3 separate regions of the Zea mays genome follow, and all the other regions are linked to region 2. A link is a contact called in public Hi-C data. All regions are on one chromosome and are shown on one strand. The core of a region is the stretch at or near the end of the contact, and the rest is flanking DNA. Distances in the headings are between cores, read along the strand shown.

Evidence for each region. A called contact is a pair of places that touch in the nucleus more often than the background predicts.
Region 1: a Hi-C map of endosperm shows a contact between it and region 2, with 4 times the contacts expected there. The contact joins the promoter of LOC542140 here to the promoter of LOC100283149 in region 2. A contact is called at or near these places in 13 of 25 Hi-C or Micro-C datasets (bundle sheath, ear, endosperm and 4 more).
Region 3: a Hi-C map of ear shows a contact between it and region 2, with 2.6 times the contacts expected there. The contact joins the promoter of LOC103644017 here to the promoter of LOC100283149 in region 2. A contact is called at or near these places in 3 of 25 Hi-C or Micro-C datasets (ear, tassel and an unstated tissue).

Annotation. Positions count from the first base shown.
Region 1 is chr1:283,476,895-283,479,786 of Zm-B73-REFERENCE-NAM-5.0, forward strand. It overlaps LOC542140 (oligopeptide transporter 3), which reads right to left and starts at 1,291. Exons shown (of 6, transcript NM_001305852.1): 1 at 541-1,291. The coding sequence starts at 1,056.
Region 2 is chr1:283,687,202-283,690,209 of Zm-B73-REFERENCE-NAM-5.0, forward strand. It overlaps LOC100283149, which reads left to right and starts at 1,636. Exons shown (of 3, transcript NM_001156051.1): 1 at 1,636-1,672; 2 at 1,816-1,905; 3 at 2,044-3,008. The coding sequence starts at 1,824. The coding sequence ends at 2,708.
Region 3 is chr1:283,836,041-283,839,086 of Zm-B73-REFERENCE-NAM-5.0, forward strand. It overlaps LOC103644017, which reads left to right and starts at 1,304. Exons shown (of 5, transcript XM_008667207.3): 1 at 1,304-1,948; 2 at 2,065-3,046. The coding sequence starts at 2,162.

The DNA.
Region 1 (2,892 bases), core at 41-2,540, 210 kb before region 2:
GGGGCCATGATTGGTGGTAACCAGGGAACAAATACGATATAGACTGCTCTGCGCATCTTGATGAGGAGGATGCATATGCTTATCAGCCGCACTTTTGATTCTAGTCTTCTAGACCAAGTGTGCACGTTACATTCGCGTGCCAAAGACGTGAATATGAAATGACGACACATATAGATTAGAGACGGGTCAATTCTAAGTGCTAGTGCCTGGTAACAGGTTAACAGCATTTAGTTCATCATTGAGACTGCTCAGGCTTTAAAAAAAATTGGTTTAATTCGTAGAGCAGGTTATTAAGCGCTCTAAAAGATCATGAAGATAAAGTTATAAACTTTTAGAAGGCATTTAGATACGTCATTTTATTTATTATTTAGATTAAAAATATTTTTTAAACCATTTGAATTTATATTTTTTGATACTAGAATCCGTGATCAGCAGCAGAACTGAAGAAACGAACGAAAACAATATAATTTGAGCTGCTGTACCCCTGGTTATTTTAAGCAGTAGTAACTAGCACGTAGTAGGACGGACCGACGGAGGTACCTGTGTGGTGAGGACGATGAGGAGGGCGCATGCGAAGCTGAGCGTCTGCTTGTAGTAGGCCTTCATGACGGTGATGGCGCCGATGGAGTAAGCGTCGCCGCCGCCGTAGGAGACGCCGCAGTTGGCGAAGATGGTGATGATGACGTGCTCCTTGACGTTGAAGGGCCCCGGGTTGAGGTTGAAGCTGCCGAGCCTGCCGCCGAGGATCCTGACCTCGCGGTCGGGCAGCACGGCGGCCAGGAAGCGGCCGGCGGGGAGCACGAGGATCTGCGCCAGGATCCCCGAGATGGTGAGCGGCTGGGTGCGGTACGTGAAGAAGGTGTTGAGGAAGATGAGGACGACGCAGGAGCCGAGCCCCAGCGCCCACGCCCGGAATGTCATCACGGGCATCGACGGGTCGTCCGTCTCCGGCACCACCAGCGCCACCTCCTCCACCGCGCACCGCTCCCCCTTCCCCTCCCCCGTCCCCGTCCCCGCCCGCTCCTCCGCCGCCACCGGCGACTTCCGCGACGCCATCGTCCCGGTCCCGGCCCCTCGCTCCTCCCGCCCACTGACTGGACCCTCTCCGCTACCCGCTAGTAGCTAGCTATCTATCTACCCACCCTCCCTCCACCGACTCGACCGGCCCGCCGGCCTCTGAAACCGACGCTTCGCTGCTGCCCGCCGCGCCGTGGACGGGAGCGGCGCCTTTTAGAGATTCTCGGCTCCTGGATGGTAGCGCTTGAACCCCTGCTCGCCCCTATTTATATTCCGTTGGCTGGCACTCCCGGCCCCGGAGCGGTGCTCGTGGCCTCGTGCACCACGGCACCCCTCCACCTCGTACGGGCCCGGGCGCCGGTGTGCATTCCCGTGGAGCTCGGGGCGGCGTACGTGCCGTGCCGTGCCGAGGGCTCTGGGGGAAACCGCATCGTGGGCGTCCACGGGTGGGATCGGGCGGGCGAGGGGGCGGCCACCTGGGCACCACGCACCCCGCGGGGCACGCGCCGGCGTCACCCCAGGCGCGCGGGGGCACGCGCGCGGCGCGCCGGGGCACATGATTTTTATCTAATCGCGCGCGGCTCACCGCTTTAACCGGTGATTGGCGCCAAATCGATCGTGCTTTGGAAAGCAGCCTCCCTCATCTGCAGGCTGCCGTGCAGTGCCCGCCTTTTAACCCTCTCCCTGCAATGTGCAAAGCTGATTTCATCCAGAGGGGGGCCCCTCTGGCCCTTCTGATGTGCATTGCACTTGCACCGCAGGACTTGACGAATTGTGTCATTGTGTGTGTGTGTGTGGCTTCCTTGCAGAGCTGACCAGAGCGCTATGTACTGCCACTGCAAGTGCATGGCCGCCGCGATTCCTACCCTTGTAGTGCTTGCTAGCTTTGTGACTTGTTTAATTAGCTTGTTCGTATGCTGTCGTGCCGGGCTACAGACATATAATAATATTAGTATTTGCTGAACACCTACTAGACTAGGACGCATGACATCAAGCAACGGTTTGTTGGTTGTTGGATAGAAAAACCGGAGAGGGAACCTTGGACGACCTCAGACGAGAGAATCCGGGTGCCGCCTTCACGGTGTCGAGTGCCGGGCTGGTTTGCTCATATATTCCCCATCCGGCGTTTTGCTTAAAAAAGCAATAGGCGACCAGCAAACCTCCCTGTCACGCACATATTCGTCATCCATCCACGCGCAACCGGTAGAAGGATTTTGTACTCCAGTGCAGCGATGTCGCCGGCGGCGGGGAGGGGAAGGGACTGGACCGCTGAAAACGAGCAAGTGGTGTGGCGGCGAGGCGCATGGGCAATGCAGAACCCTGCCCCGCCTGCGGAGAGGCGGAGGGCCGAGGCACAAGTGGGTGATGCGGAGAAGAAGGGCATCCGGTTCTGCGAGGACAGATGGGTGGTGGCCGTGCGTCGTGCCTGTTCTGCCCAGACGGCTGCCTGATCTGCTCGGATCTGCGGTCTGCCTGCCTGTGCGTACAACAGACAGGGCCAGTTGCCGCCGGCAGAGTGGCAGACAGCAGACTGCCATGCGTGCCCCGCGGCCGCGGAAGACCTGACCGCCCGTGCCGATCACTTTTTGCCTTTTGACATGGGGATCGATTAAATTCCTAGCCGAGCACGTGGAGTGACGAATGCTGCAGCATGTCACAGTTTCCTGATGAGGCCAAATTCAGATACTGGAGTTCAGCAGTCAGTCAGCACCGGTCTCCGGCGTCCTTTGCTTTTTTCTTACAAAAAAAAAGGTACGAAAGTCTCGCGTGAGATATTTCAATAAGAAGAAATCCATTTGTAACTAAAAAAATTGATACGTGTAGCAGATTATGGATATAGCCATACAAAATATCATTTTATACTGTATACCACAC
Region 2 (3,008 bases), core at 386-2,885:
AGGACGGCGGCTGGCTGGCCGGCCGGGGAAACGCCAAGCCTTTGCCCGTCGCTGACCCCCCTACTCCCCTAGGCATGCGGTGGGACGGGACCAAGATGCATGATGCATTATGCATTGCCCGCCGGCCGCCTCGGCTTGCGTTGCGTCCGTGTGCCGTTTTCGCGTCCATGTTAGGATGGTCCAGTATGTGTGCATGTGATCCCGTATTTTTTTTTTGCCTTAGGACGCTCGTTTAGAACCGTGCACGTCTCTCGGTCTAAAAACCGCAGCATTCTTTGGCGGCTGGGGCTGGCTTTGGGTAGGGCGCCATTTGTTTTTGCTGGGTTTGTTTTGTTCACGCCACGCCACGCGCCGCCCTCTCGGGGTCAAACGGTAGGGTGAGCGAGGGACAAGATATGGCAATTTTTCCATCGCCCATTCTCCCCAGTCCTCACCCCCCACAGAAAAGGAAGATGATCTCCCCTCTTGCCTCACAAGATCGACGGCACCCAAATACACAAGGATCGGATCACCACCGCCCTCACCCAAATAGAAATAGGGTGCTGGAGGCTGAGGTTGTGATGTATCACCCAAATAGAAATAGTGCGTTGGTGGATTGGTTTGGTTGCCGGTATGGCGATACGCGGGCCGCTGTGCGCGCCAGTGCGGGTGACGACGGGTTCCTGCCTGCCTGCCATCGTCTCATTGAACGCCGGCCGTTGCTGTGGACCCGAACGAACGGATCGCGAGTTCCCGTCGCAACGTGCCGCCACTCGCAAACGACGACCGAACAGACGGCGGCGTGGCCTGCGGGCATGGCGGCACTGGGCCGCGATCCATAGCGTCGTGCACGGCGTGGGCCAGCCGCAGCTATGCCTATCTCGCCGCCGTCGTCGTCCCTCCCAGCGCACGTTTCTGACCCCGAGGCCCGAGCGATGTGCTACGTACGGTGATCACAGACACAGAGCAGGTCTCGATCGTAGCTTTACGTACTCCCCACTCGCTGTTGTTCCTGTCATCCCTTCCCTCCTGCTGCCTCTTGGTGATCGGGCGGGCACGGCATATCATATGCAAGGTCAGAGCGTGAAAGAAATCGTCTGAAAAAACAACTGCTTCTGTGCCTTAACTTGTTAGCCAGAAGGATCCAGAAGAAAGAGCACTACCAAGGCTCGGCACGACGGCACCATCCATCGGCGTCACGAAACGAACCGTTCCATCCCTCACCACCTGACGTGAAAGCACCGGAGCGAGCTCTTTTCTTTTTTTTTTCTTCCTCTTCTTCTCTGGGGCGCAGCCGTGCGGTAATCATCCTGGAGGCGACGGCGGGAGAGCTTTCGGGGTGCGGGCGGTGGGCGGTGGCGGCTTTTAGCCCTCCCCCGACCCCGAGTGCTGCTGTTGCCGGTTTCTGCTTCCAAGTTCCAAAGGGCCTTTCTATCTAGGCATGCATGCCTTCTATCTATTCCTTCTCTGGTTGCTTCTTCTCCCGTGGCTGCTAGCTCTTCTCCACCCCTGCTTTTGTCATCGCCACGGCTCCTCCAAGATGAGTCAGATGACGTGGGAGGCAGCCAGGCGTCGGTGCCTGCTTATATAGCTGCGTATTCACAACACGCCACGGCATCCTCCCCCTCCCTTCCTCTCCCTTCTCTTCTCTTCTTCACTTCACAGCACGATCGAGCCAGTTGCAATCACACAGGTGGTTGTTCTCCTCTCTCTCTCTCTCTCTCTCTCTCTCTCTCTCTCTCTCTCTCTCTCTCTCTCTCTCTCTCTCTCTCTGTTTACCTAGACTAGAGGAAAGGATTTCGTCGTGACCACTGACCAGCGGAGCTGTTCGTGCAGCGCAGACGATGCCGACCATCATCGTCTCGGTGGACCTGGAATGCAGCCGCTGCCGCGCCAAGATCCAGAGGGTGCTCAACAGGATCCAAGGTCTGTTCGCGCTTGCTTGCTACTCCTCTCTGTTGTTCGCTCTTCCCTTTCCGCTTGTACAGGTAGGTCTCGAGACGGTTCGCGTTGATCGCAACTGATAAGTTTCCTGGGACGACGGACGGACGCCTCGGCTTGCAGAGAAGGGCGAGTTCTGCATCGATGACATCGACTTCGACGAGAAGAACAACAAGGTGAAGGTCACGGGGCCCTTCGACCCGGACAAGCTCGCCGACAAGCTGTGCTGCAAGGCGTGCAAGATCATCAAGCAGATCGAGATCGTCGAGCCCCCGCCCCCGCCGCCGCCCAAGCCCAAGGAGGAGCCGAAGAAGGAGGAGCAAGCCCCGCCGCCGCCGGAGAAGAAGGAGGAGGCCGCCCCGCCCCCGCCGGCGAAGGTGGAGCCGCCCAAGGAGGAGCCACCCAAGGAGAAGCCCCCGCCACCCAAGGAGGAGCCGCCCAAGGAGAAGCCACCCCCGCCCAAGGAGGAGAAGCCCGCCCCGGCACCGCCCAAGGAGGAGAAGCCCGCCCCGCCGCCGCCCAAGGTGGTGGAGGTCCCCTACCCGTGGCCGTACCCGTACCCGTACCCTGCGTGGCCGTCCGACTGCTGCTGCCACCACGGCCACGGCGGGTGCCACTGCTGCTCCTGCGGCAAGGCCCCCGAGCCGGCCCCGGCCCCCGCCCCGGCCCCACCCCCGCCGCAGTACTTCCCGCAGTACATGCCCCAGCCGTACCCCTGCAACCCCTGCGGCGGCGGCTACCGGATCGTCTGCGAGGAGGACCCCTCCTACGCCTGCGCCATCATGTGATTCGTTTATTATCAATATCATCCCTTGATGAGTGTACCGTCCGTGTGCGTACCATGGCCTTAATTACCATTATACCCAACCCCACCCTAAAAAAAACCCCAGTACGTCGTCTCATCATCATTCCGTACCTCCTCCTGTATAATCGCCGTACAGATTCATCATATATATACTCTATACATATATAGCATCATGTATACACCGCCGTACCCCCTGTCATCTCTTTATGTAGATTGTGCATTATGTTCTGCGCGCTTCGTTTTGGTAATTACAGTATATGCCAGTCAGGCTAAGTGAGAGAAT
Region 3 (3,046 bases), core at 54-2,553, 150 kb after region 2:
ATGACTTGCGACGACGCTGGCCTGCACGGTGATGGGGGATAGCATGGTCGAGGTGCTCTGTGCTGCCGCAGTCTCCAACGAAAGCTCCGAAGGCCATGGCGTGGTGGTGGCTGGCTGTGCGTCACAGTGTGTTGCAACTCCTCCTTGGACGATGCGAAGGACAGATAGCGGATGAACAACGATTCTCCACCTTTAGCGGCTGTCAGGGGGCTCCTCTAAATTAGCGAACCTCTTAGCGGACGTTGTTGGAGCGGATAGCGCATGTACCGAACGCTAAATTTAGCGTACAGATCGGTTTACCGGATATTGTTGGAGTCAGCCTGAATACTAAAGCAGGTGATAGGCATCATTATGTCTAAAATTCATATACACATTGCTTATGATTGTTTGAGTATTATACCTGTCATGAGTTTTTATATTAATAGTCTGTCATGAGTTTTTATATTAAAAGTCTGAATAGTAAGGCCCGTTGTACATTGTAACACCTGAGTTTAGTTGTTGACTCTAAACTTTGAACACATTTTTTTACCAAATACAATATCAAATGTAATTTTACTACTGTGATTAAGTTGCATCACATATTCACATCAGTATTATTGTGTTCTTCAAGAAAGTCAATCTCAGTGATCTTTTAGTCATAAATTTGCAGTAGTTTGGTTGATCTATTCTTTGGCTATGCGCCTTCAGGGATATTTTCTCCGTATTCTATCCAAATGTTCCTTTCTAATTTAATTTTATATGTCTATGCAACCAAAGTTGTCTTAAATTTATTGTATTTTAGTTTGTTAGGAATTTTTATATAGTTACAAAGCTGTTAATATTGTTTCCTCATGCTACCCGGTGTCTCGGAAACATTTGTCGTGGAAAACATAACTTTGAACATGTACGGAGGTTTTCTCTCTATGATGATGTACTAGCTATATATGTTGTTTAATGACTGATGGTTTGGTTGGTTTTGTGATCGAGCATGTCTGCAACCCAATATTTTAATTATGCTAGCTTTTCCTTTGCCGCTTCTTTCTGTCTTCATTACTTAATGGCCTCCAATCAGCTACTATCGAGATTAACACATCAAGCTTCAGCCCACGGTCCATTCATTCTTCGATAAAATGTACCTTAAGAAATGCTATAATGCATTAGTTAGATTGCTGCTAAAATAGACGTAAATTATATTGCTTAAACAAGATCTAACTATGTGATATATAAAAACCATAACAGTACAAGAGCAACTCACCTAGAAATGGATTACAACATCTTTTCTCGTAACATTATAACACGTACTGGTGTATTGTGTCAGCGGTGTAACGTACATGTATAAGGCTAGCTAAAGAGATTTAAGGTTTGTTTGGTTCGTGGCTAACCGTGTCACACTTTGTCTAAGGTTAGTCGTCCGAATTGAAGAACTAATCTTAGGCATAAAAGTTAAAATGTGACAATTTAGGCAGCAAATCAAACATGACACTGTGCGCACCAGGTACGTTTCCCTCTAACTTTTAAGAAAGAAACTACCAATATGAATGGAGTTTTTCTCCAACTTCTCGTCGGTCCGCTTCTTCTCATGGATCCGTCCGCCCAGGCCTCCGCCGCCTAGCCGCAGTCGGGCTCCTCCTCTGTTCCACCGCAAGCTCCTCGTCCACGCGCTCCATTCGTCCCGCCGTTTCTCCTCCCTGCGCCGACGCCGGGCCCACCTTCGCACGCGGCTGTGGGGCCCGCCTCCTCCAGCCACCGCCGTCGGGGTCGTCTTCCTCGCCATCAACTGCGCCGCGCCGGTCATCTCGTCTTGTTGCGTCTGGGTGTCGCGGCAGCTGCTGGACGGCGGCGGCTACCTCATCTTGGTCCTCGTCGTTCTCTTCTTCCTCAACGGGAAGGACAAAGCGGCGGCGGATTTGGGGTCTTGTCTCCCAAATTCAATTCCTCCCCGAATCTAACCGCCGACGTCGCTACCACGGTAAGTCTCCTCTTTTTCGCCGCTGTTTCACGCCCATTCCTGCGATTTAGGGTTCCTGATTGCGCATTTCCCCACCGCATTTGATTGAATATACAAGCTTGCCGTTTTCTCTGCAGGATCACCGTGGAACCCTGAGTCTGTCGCGGGTTTTGGCATGCTATAGCCGCCAGCCTGCAGCAGCGATCGTCTCGGTCTTGGGCCCCCGGGCTAGCCATGTCGTGGGGACGGTTCAGCTTCACTCCTCAGCAGGGGCCCACGCTGACGCGGCGAACGCGGGTGTTCCCTGCGCACAAGCCCGCACCTCGCAACGTGGTGGTCATCGATGAGGACGATGATGGTGATGTTATCATTATGGAGCGCGCAGCTGCGCGAGGTTCACCTTCTGCGGCGGCGGCACCAGGATCTGAAGCGAGGAAAGGGGGCGGCTTCTCTGGTGATGTGATCAACATAGATGATGATGAAGATGAGAAAGATGGTACCAGAGGGGATAAAGCAGGTCCTAGCATGTCCTGTGCCTCTGGGTCTCCAGTAGCGATGACCCCAGGCCGGGGTTCTCCCAGGAACCGATATGGGTTTGATTGCTCGTATGACAGCTCTGAGAGCAATTTGACCAAAGGATGGGACTCTGACACTGATGACGGCTCTGATTGTGAGATTTTGGATGACACGGCTGGTACAGCCCGTGAGATGTGGGAGACGGCTGCTTCCAGAAAAAAGCCACCTCATGGTGTCGACGAGTGTGAGGATGGTGGTGCTACTGCATTCGCGTCATGTGCTGGGTTGGAGACACAACCAGGTAAATACTCTGAGCATCTCTTTGGTGCTGAACGCCATCCAGACGAGAGTATGTCTTGGTTTTACAGTGCTGCAAGCAAGTATGGCTCTCAAAATAGTAGTGACAGTACAAAAGAAAGCCCTGGGCATGCTCAAAGCAGTTCTGGCACTGAAAAGGGTGTCCATGGCCCTTCTGTGCCAAATACTGAAGAATGCTCTAATGGAGATTTTTCCAGTATAAATGGTAGAGAAAGCGCACAAAATCGAAATGGCAGTGGAAAGGATATCCCTACTGAATGCCATCTCAATGATAACATATCTCAA